2 separate regions of the Cricetulus griseus genome follow, and region 2 is linked to region 1. A link is a contact called in public Hi-C data. All regions are on one chromosome and are shown on one strand. The core of a region is the stretch at or near the end of the contact, and the rest is flanking DNA. Distances in the headings are between cores, read along the strand shown. Region 1 holds the start of LOC100773462. Region 2 has its middle 31 kb from the start of Hhipl2.

The links. A called contact is a pair of places that touch in the nucleus more often than the background predicts.
Region 2: a Hi-C map of fibroblasts shows a contact between it and region 1, with 5 times the contacts expected there. The contact joins the enhancer-like site here to the promoter of LOC100773462 in region 1. A contact is called at or near these places in 2 of 8 Hi-C or Micro-C datasets (the CHO-K1 cell line and fibroblasts).

The regions. Positions count from the first base shown.
Region 1 is chr5:10,590,252-10,593,793 of CriGri-PICRH-1.0, reverse strand. It overlaps LOC100773462, which reads right to left and starts at 2,017. Exons shown (of 1, transcript XM_035445145.1): 1 at 1-2,017. The coding sequence starts at 1,647. The coding sequence ends at 940. It overlaps Dusp10 (dual specificity protein phosphatase 10), which reads left to right and starts at 2,193. Exons shown (of 4, transcript XM_027418759.2): 1 at 2,193-2,350.
Region 2 is chr5:11,045,230-11,049,104 of CriGri-PICRH-1.0, reverse strand. No RefSeq gene overlaps it. Among named protein-coding and RNA genes, the nearest start is that of Hhipl2, 31 kb to the left of the region's middle. Within about 2 kb of position 1,329, at least 2 of the 6 cell types and tissues checked have open chromatin away from gene starts, as enhancers often do. A contact at or near this core is called in the CHO-K1 cell line and fibroblasts, where this site is marked.

The sequences.
Region 1 (3,542 bases), core at 768-3,267:
GTCAGTTCCCCCAGCCTGGATGACTTAGATTTTTACTTAACAGGTTTGCAATAACTTACTAGTTTGAAACCATAATAAAATAATCATCTCATTAAATGAATTACGTTTCTCTCTCACATTACCCACCTCGGGGCTTTGTGAATCACAATTTACAGGTTGTAAGTACCTCTAGGCAGAGGTGCCTCCCTTCTAAAGCAATGCCTTTCACTCTCCCAACTACCTTTTCAGTTTTGTTTTCCTGGGCGGGGGTGGAGGGGTGGGGGTGGGGGGTGGGGAGTGGTGGTGGTCACGTTTTATAGATACACAGATAAACACAGGGAATCTTGCAGGACAAAAATGAGACTCAATACCTAGAACTCAAACCATGAATTGTGGGGACTCCTCCGGCCACCTCCAGTCACCTCCAGTGACTGTGCTCATCGACGGTCTGTGACATTTCATCTACAAGCCTGAAACATTTGATGGGATCTTCTTTTCTGGCAGCCTAACTGGCTAGGTGGTTCTCAAAGATCTAAGGACCAAATGCTGTGTCCTGGACACTCATGCACTGACATTCAGGGATGTGTGTGTGTTGGGGGGGGCGGGGGTTGTGTATTTGGGTAGAAAAGGGCCACACAATCTTTTTGCAACACCAGTGTGCACCTGCATGCAAGAACTCAAAGGAGATCACTGTCAGTTGACAGAGGACCACCGAAGGTGATGGCTGGATACCTTCGGATTCTAGATCGACACGTCAATGGCGAAAGAGCGTCTGGGGTCTAAAGCACGCCTTCAAACACTTCCCATTAGCAGTGACAGCTGGACTTTGCACAGAGCAGATAATGTTTTTATTCCACTTCAATTACTTGACATTTGGTCTTCCTCTCTGAGCTAGGAGGGGGTAGGGAGGTATAAAAAGCTCTATTGCTTTAGGATTCTTTGATGCATCGTCGTCATAGTTCATCTAGGCTTTTCCACTCCTTTGAATTCCAGGGTTACTGTTCTGCAGCTTCCCTGATATTTTTCTGGCGAGGCGCTGGCAGGCTTGTTCAGCTTCCCACTTCTCTTCCCCGGACACAGGCTGCGACTAGCGACCCCTCTGATGGCCAAAGTTCGGGGAACCGAGAAAGCTGGATTCGGCTCCTCCAAGCTCCTCCAGCGCCGCTCATTGTGGATGTTCACCACCCTAAACTCGGGCTCCTTCCCGCCCGCGCTTGCAGTTCCAGGCTGGCGCTCCTTGGCTCTCCGAGGGCTCTGCGCCACGGAGGGCCGACGGCCCAGCACCGCGGGGCGGATGGACTGCGAGTGCCAAGACACGGCGATCGGGGAGGTGGCAGCGGAAGGGGCCAGGACCGGGGTGGGCTGGGTTGAGGGCCGGTGCCGGGGCTGTGGCGCTGGTGGGCCGCTGGGCGAGCCCGGCCACGCCCAGCCTTGCGGGATGGCGCCCACGCCGCCGCTCAGCACGCGCCCCCAGTGGCCGCTGGAGTAGAGCCAAACCTCCTCCTCCGCGCAGCTCTCCGGGCTGCCACCTTCGAGTTCCGAGTCGGGCTCCTGTGAACACACCGGGGACGGCGGGGGAGTGACCGGGGCACGGAAGTAAGGGAACAGGAGCACGGCGCGCAGCCGCCGCGCGGGAGAGCAGTAGGGCAGCCGGAGAGGCAGCGACATCTGCGGGCCGGACAGAGCCGGGCTGCGGGGAGGCCGGCCCTGTGCGCGCTCACGTCCCGCGCTGCGCTGTCACGGCCATGGAGAGACCCGGCTTCGGGTCGCCTCCGGCCTCGGGAAAGTTGGCCGGACACTCCTGAGCCTCCACCCCGAGTCACGAAGTGGAATGGAGACCCCGCGAGGCCGGGGTCCGCCACGCCGGGAGAACCAGTTTCAGCCAGAGCGGCCAGTGCGAGCCATTGACACTTCAGCCCCGGGAAGGGTTAACCGCGTCTGGCGGCCGCCTAGGTTTACATGTAAATAGAGAGCTGCTGCTCCGCGCGGGCCCGGGCTGGCTCTTTTAAGTTTTTGATTGGTTGCCAATGACATCACCGCCCGCGTTCTAACACACCAAACCCAGCTTCGCGTCTGAGCGGGCCTCCTTCCCGCGGCGAGGCCACGCCTCTCTCTCCGCCCCCTCGGCCGTCTATTGGCCACAGGCCACTGTGAGGTAGCGGGCCGCGGGCTCTGGATCCTCATTGGTGCAGCGCGACGTCGCTCGGCGGTAGCCCCGCCCCCTCCGGAGCTTACATTTACGCTGTAGCAAAAGAGAAAGTAACTCTGTGTTGCTGCTGGGGATCAATGAAGCTGAGTGAATGGGGGCGCAGTGCGCGAGCGCATAGCTGGAGCCGGCGCCAGATGGTGGAGGGCTACGCTTATTGATGAAGTAAGTGGAAGTCATCGCGGCCACTCAGAGCCCGAGGCTGGAGGGTCCCGTGGGGTTGTGTGTGTGCGTGCGTGTGCGTGTGCGTGTGCGTGTGTGTGTGTGTGTGTGTGTGTGTGTGTGTGCGCGTGTGTGTGTGTGTAAGAGACAGAGAAATCCACATCAGTTAAGGAAGGTCCTAAGGTTTAGGCTTTTGGGTCTGGTTGCCCTGGGATGAAGGGGGAAAATGAGTTTTGGTTCGGTTAAGATGCTTTGTGGCAGTTTTCAAAGCCCAAGGCTTAGCTGATGCCCAGCGGTGGCGAGGAAGGGGGATGCTAAGTGCCCCAGAAGTGAGGAAGGAGCATTCCCTAACCACTTGAGGTTTTTTGCTCCAGTCCCTGTTTAGTGGGAGAAGGGAGACTAGCGAGGGACAGGGTAAGGGAGAAGCGCTATTTTTGAGGGAGGTTTCCCAGGGCCAGACTGGATGGCTTTGGAGCTATCTGCTGCAAGGATGCAGATTTCGGTGCACTCCGTGCCTGGGTGCGAGCCGTGCACTCAGTGTGGAGGTGCTGGTACCAGCCTGTCTCTGGGAACACGTTCTTGGGTCCTGCTCCTAGGGAATGGGCTACTGATCCCGGACGTCCTCTGCCAGGTAACACAATAGCAAAGACTTTGACTGCATCCATGGTCTAGCAGGGACACAGTTAAGCTTCTGGAATAGTACTCGCTCTGCAAATAAATAAAGTACTACGCAAGGGAGGCAGGCAGGGAGGTGAGGGAGGGAGGGAGGAAGGCAGGAGGAGGTTGGAGCCTTTGCTCCCATCCAAAGGTGGATGAGAGAAACCTGAGTCAGTGGGGATATGCCGACACGGGTGGGTACGTGCTCCTGTGTGTGCTTGTGTGGATTCTGCCGGTGACACTTTGGCTCGGTGTCAGAGAACGGTGACGGTCTTGAGTAGACCCATGATCCATAATGTTTTTCCAGGCAAATCTTAAAAGTTCGTTTAGGTGAGTGGCTCTTGCTTGGGGTTTGATTTCTTTGCTGTGTACATGTCTAGTAGAGGAGTCAGAATGGCTGTGTTTAGAGTGGCCTTGTGCCTAGGAGGAGGAGGGAAGTGACCCATTGCAGGCACCCTTGGGGGAAGGCAGAGGTAACCCCTGTGGGCACCACTTCCCAGCTTCCTAATTAGCCTGCCTGTGGTGAAGGAGCAAGTGA
Region 2 (3,875 bases), core at 80-2,579, 460 kb before region 1:
TGCCTTTTAGAAGACCATTGGCTTAACCGTTACTTTCCTGGGGCAGCTTGTTTGTGTTAAATGGTAGTGGATGCCTCCTCCTCCTGCTCCCTCCCACCCCTCCTCCTTCCACCCTCCTCCTCCCACCCCTCCTCTTGCCATTCCTCCTCCCCACTCCTTCCCTTTCCTCCTCTTACCCCTCTTCCCACCCCTTTCCTCCCACCTTTCCTCCTTCCATTCTCCCCCACTCCTCCTACCCTTCCTCCTCCCAGCTCTCCTCCTTACCTTGCTTTCCCGGTATCCTTTTCATCTTGCTTCTCCAGTGTGTCAGTTACCTTTCTCCCAGCTATGGCCAAATACCTGATAGAGGCAACCTAAGAGAGTAGAGGGTCATTGTGGCTCACGATTTAGGGCATTTAGTCCTTCATGGTAGAGAAGGCAATGATGGCACACCTGTGGTGTGGTTTGTTCCCCACCCAGGGAAGTAGGGGGAGAAATAGAATCAGGGAGTGAATTCCAAGCAGGACCTGCCTATAAACCCAAAGGTTGATAACTACAGGCTCCCATGCCCCAGCAAGGGTCCATGCCCAACACAGCCCCCCTAAACAGTGCCACCTACTGGGCCCAAGTGTTTAAACACATGAGCCTGTGGGGGACATTTCTCATCCAAACCACTAGGCTTGTGTACTTGAGTTCTAGACACAAGGTTTTCAATCAGGCAGCCAATGGCAACATCTGCAGATATTTTGGTTGTTATAACATGATGGCGTTGGGGAGTGGGGGTGCTATTGGCATCTCCTGGGCAAAAAGTCTAGTAGTATTATTAAATGTTTGTGGTGGACAGGCAGCTTCCACCTCTAAAATCCCCACCTCTAAACATCTGCAAGCAACAGGGGCTCTGATGCTGCTAGAAGATGAGCGCTGGTAGCTCACACTTCATGCACTGGGCAGGCAATGAGCAAGGACTTTGGGAGACATCCAGCCAGCAGCCTATTTATTCTCAGTGGCCACAGTGGAGACACTCTCTACCTCTTGACATGGCACTGTGAGAATAATCTTGCACCCCAAGTTTAGAAACCTTGGTCTGAAAGGTTAAAAATAAGACAAGACAGTTGCATCAGGTCCCTTGGGAGGGCCATCTTTCTCCACGTCTGTGCTTGGGACACCTGGAGAAAGCATTAGCTTGTCTGTCATGAGCTCATCATTTAGAAGCCACAGCTGCCAAAGAAATGGGCGAGGCAAGACTCAAGTAAAAAGCTTGCTCAGATTCCTTGTTGGTGCCATGGGCTTTAGCTCATTTGCCTCAAAGTTAGAAAGATCACAAGACTTCCAGGCAAAGTGTTCCAGCTGAGTAAGTAGAGGAGAATTCATGTAAAATTCCCAAGAGAAAACGTTTTTCTCTGCACTAGGACCTCCACGGTCCTCTTGGTTGCTGCTAAGCAATTGGCCAGCAGGTGGCACTAGGTCACTACATACAAGGATTTCTGCTTGGCCTGCAAGTTATTCTTGTCAGTCTGGGAAAATAGAGTAACAGGAAAGATCTAGTTCTTAAAATAAGCCAGCAGCTGGAAGCAAACATGACCACGACAGGTACATTTTCTTGCTTGAACTGGTGGCAAAGGACATTCGCTGCCAGAGGCTCTGGCTGCAGATACCAAATGAGCAAAACACACGATTAAATGAAGTCACGCAGCAGGCCTGGCCTCACAGGTGATTTTGAGCCATCTGGCGCCCAGTCACAAGTCTGGGATCTGGCATTGTCAGTCTTCTGTGGTGACGGTCCAGAGGGAATGGCTCTGTCACCTAGACCCATGTTTTCTCTGTCAGTTCTGGTATGGGCCTGGGGTCCCAGCTTGTGCCTGTTTTGTCAACTTGCAGTTGTGACATGATCAGGCTGTCTCTTTCTGGATCATGGTTTGTGCTTCCTTGCCTGGGAACTGAGCAAAAGACTCAAGAAAAAGGGGCTGGATAGCAGTTTGAAATGTTGCAGAAGGAAACCCACCTCAGCATTCTGAGAGCTAAGTTTCTGGAAAATGCTGTGGGGCAGATTCTGACATTTTTGGAGCGTCAAATACTCCAAAGTCTGCAGTGGTATTGATGCAGGCCACTGCGGCAGAGATTTGACAGGGAGAAAAGTGAGGAGAATGGTGTCAGGTTAAATAGGCAGTAGGGTGATAGTTTTTACTAGCGTATGTTCTTTACACATAATAAGGGCTTTCATTAAGATATTCCTATACATGTATCTAAGGCATTTTGACTGTATCCACCCTCTCTTGTCCCCCTCCCACTCCTGCTTGCCCCCTCCCTCTTCCCAACAAGTCCCATTTCAACTTTCATGTCTTGTTGTTATTGTTTCATTAGGGCTGCTTGTAGAAATGCAGATGGAAAGTTATTTACCAGAGCACAGGGAACTCAGCAGTGGTTACACCACTGAAGAAAGGGCCCCAGCAGCCATTAACTGTCCATGATTCCTCAGGGAGGAGCTGGGCTTCTAGCATCCCTCCTACCTCCTGAGACGCTGATGGCCTTGTCCTGTGCACGTCATCTCAACAGCTGTGAGCTCAGGCACGCCATTGCTGTGCCATGCCTGGAAGATGGTGCCTCACAGAAAAGCGTTCTGTTTCTTAAGAAGTAAGTTAGTACTTCTTCTTCTACTTCTCCTCCTCCTTCTTCTCTAAAATAATTCTAGAGGCTGGCAAGATGGTTTAGCAGATAAAGATGCCTGCTGCCAAGCCTGACAACTTAAACCCACATGGTGGAGAGACTACGAGTTGTCTACTGACCTACAAACATGATTCACAGACAGACAGACACACAAATATAATAAAGATTCGTAAAAATCTGTTCCGTTTTAATCAATGCCTTGCTGACTGATAGCCTCCTGTCTGCCTTTTTAGGCGTTAGGGAGAAACCTGGCTTTCCTCCCTTGGTCTCCACCCTAAAGTCTCCTCTGTCCCACGCTTATTTATTCAGGTCGCACTCCATGTGAGGGGCGCTGCTCTGGCACACGTGAAGACCACTCCGCCACTGGTTCTTTCTTGAGGGGACTTTGGAGTCAGCTTGGGATGAGAAAGTATCAAACAATGCAAGAGAGGAAGCCGGGGGTGTTCCAGGGGTTGAGGAGTGGACACATCTGCTGGGGATAGCCAGGAAGGCTTCGTGGAAGAGACAGCTGGGCCTTGAGGGAGTTTGTTCTGGGCCACGCAGAAGTCATGAGGAACACCTGTGTATAAACATCTGGTGTTCACCGAAAAAATGAAGGAGAGCAAAGTGAATGAGTGGCTGTTGGAGAGGCATGGCCCCCAGTGAGATGTTCAGACAGACCAGTGTCTACAGAATAATAATAGATTTTTACCACAGTGCCTTAGGTCTGACCCCAACACATTTATATGTATTTGTTAACCTAATCCTCATGGCAGCCCCGTGACACAGGGACACCATCTTTCAGTTACAGATTAACAAAGACCTGGAGGGGGCGAATGAAGTTCATCTGAAGTTTCACAGCTTGTAACAGGGAGCTACACTTTGACCCTGGCCTATTCTTGTCAGAAGGCAAGCAGGGAAGTTAGGCTGCATCGCCTCAGCCTGCACCATCTTCAGCTCTCTGTCACCCGCACACACGCCCAGCCCACAGTGTCCTCTCTGATGTTCAGCCTTCTCTTCCTGAGACTGCACATGGCCCAGGGACCTCTGGGTGGCGCTGGAAGCCTCAGGCAGCATCCCTGTGGAGCACAGGCAATTTCTGCACTGCTGGGAACAGACAGACACAGTCACTGAGGGTACCAGCAAACCACAGCAGTGCTAGGTCTTGGCATCCCCATGCTCCTTTCTCTATAGGTCTTGAGTGTAGATTTTGTGGACTCTGCAGCATGGGAAGAATGCCCACATGCTTTGGG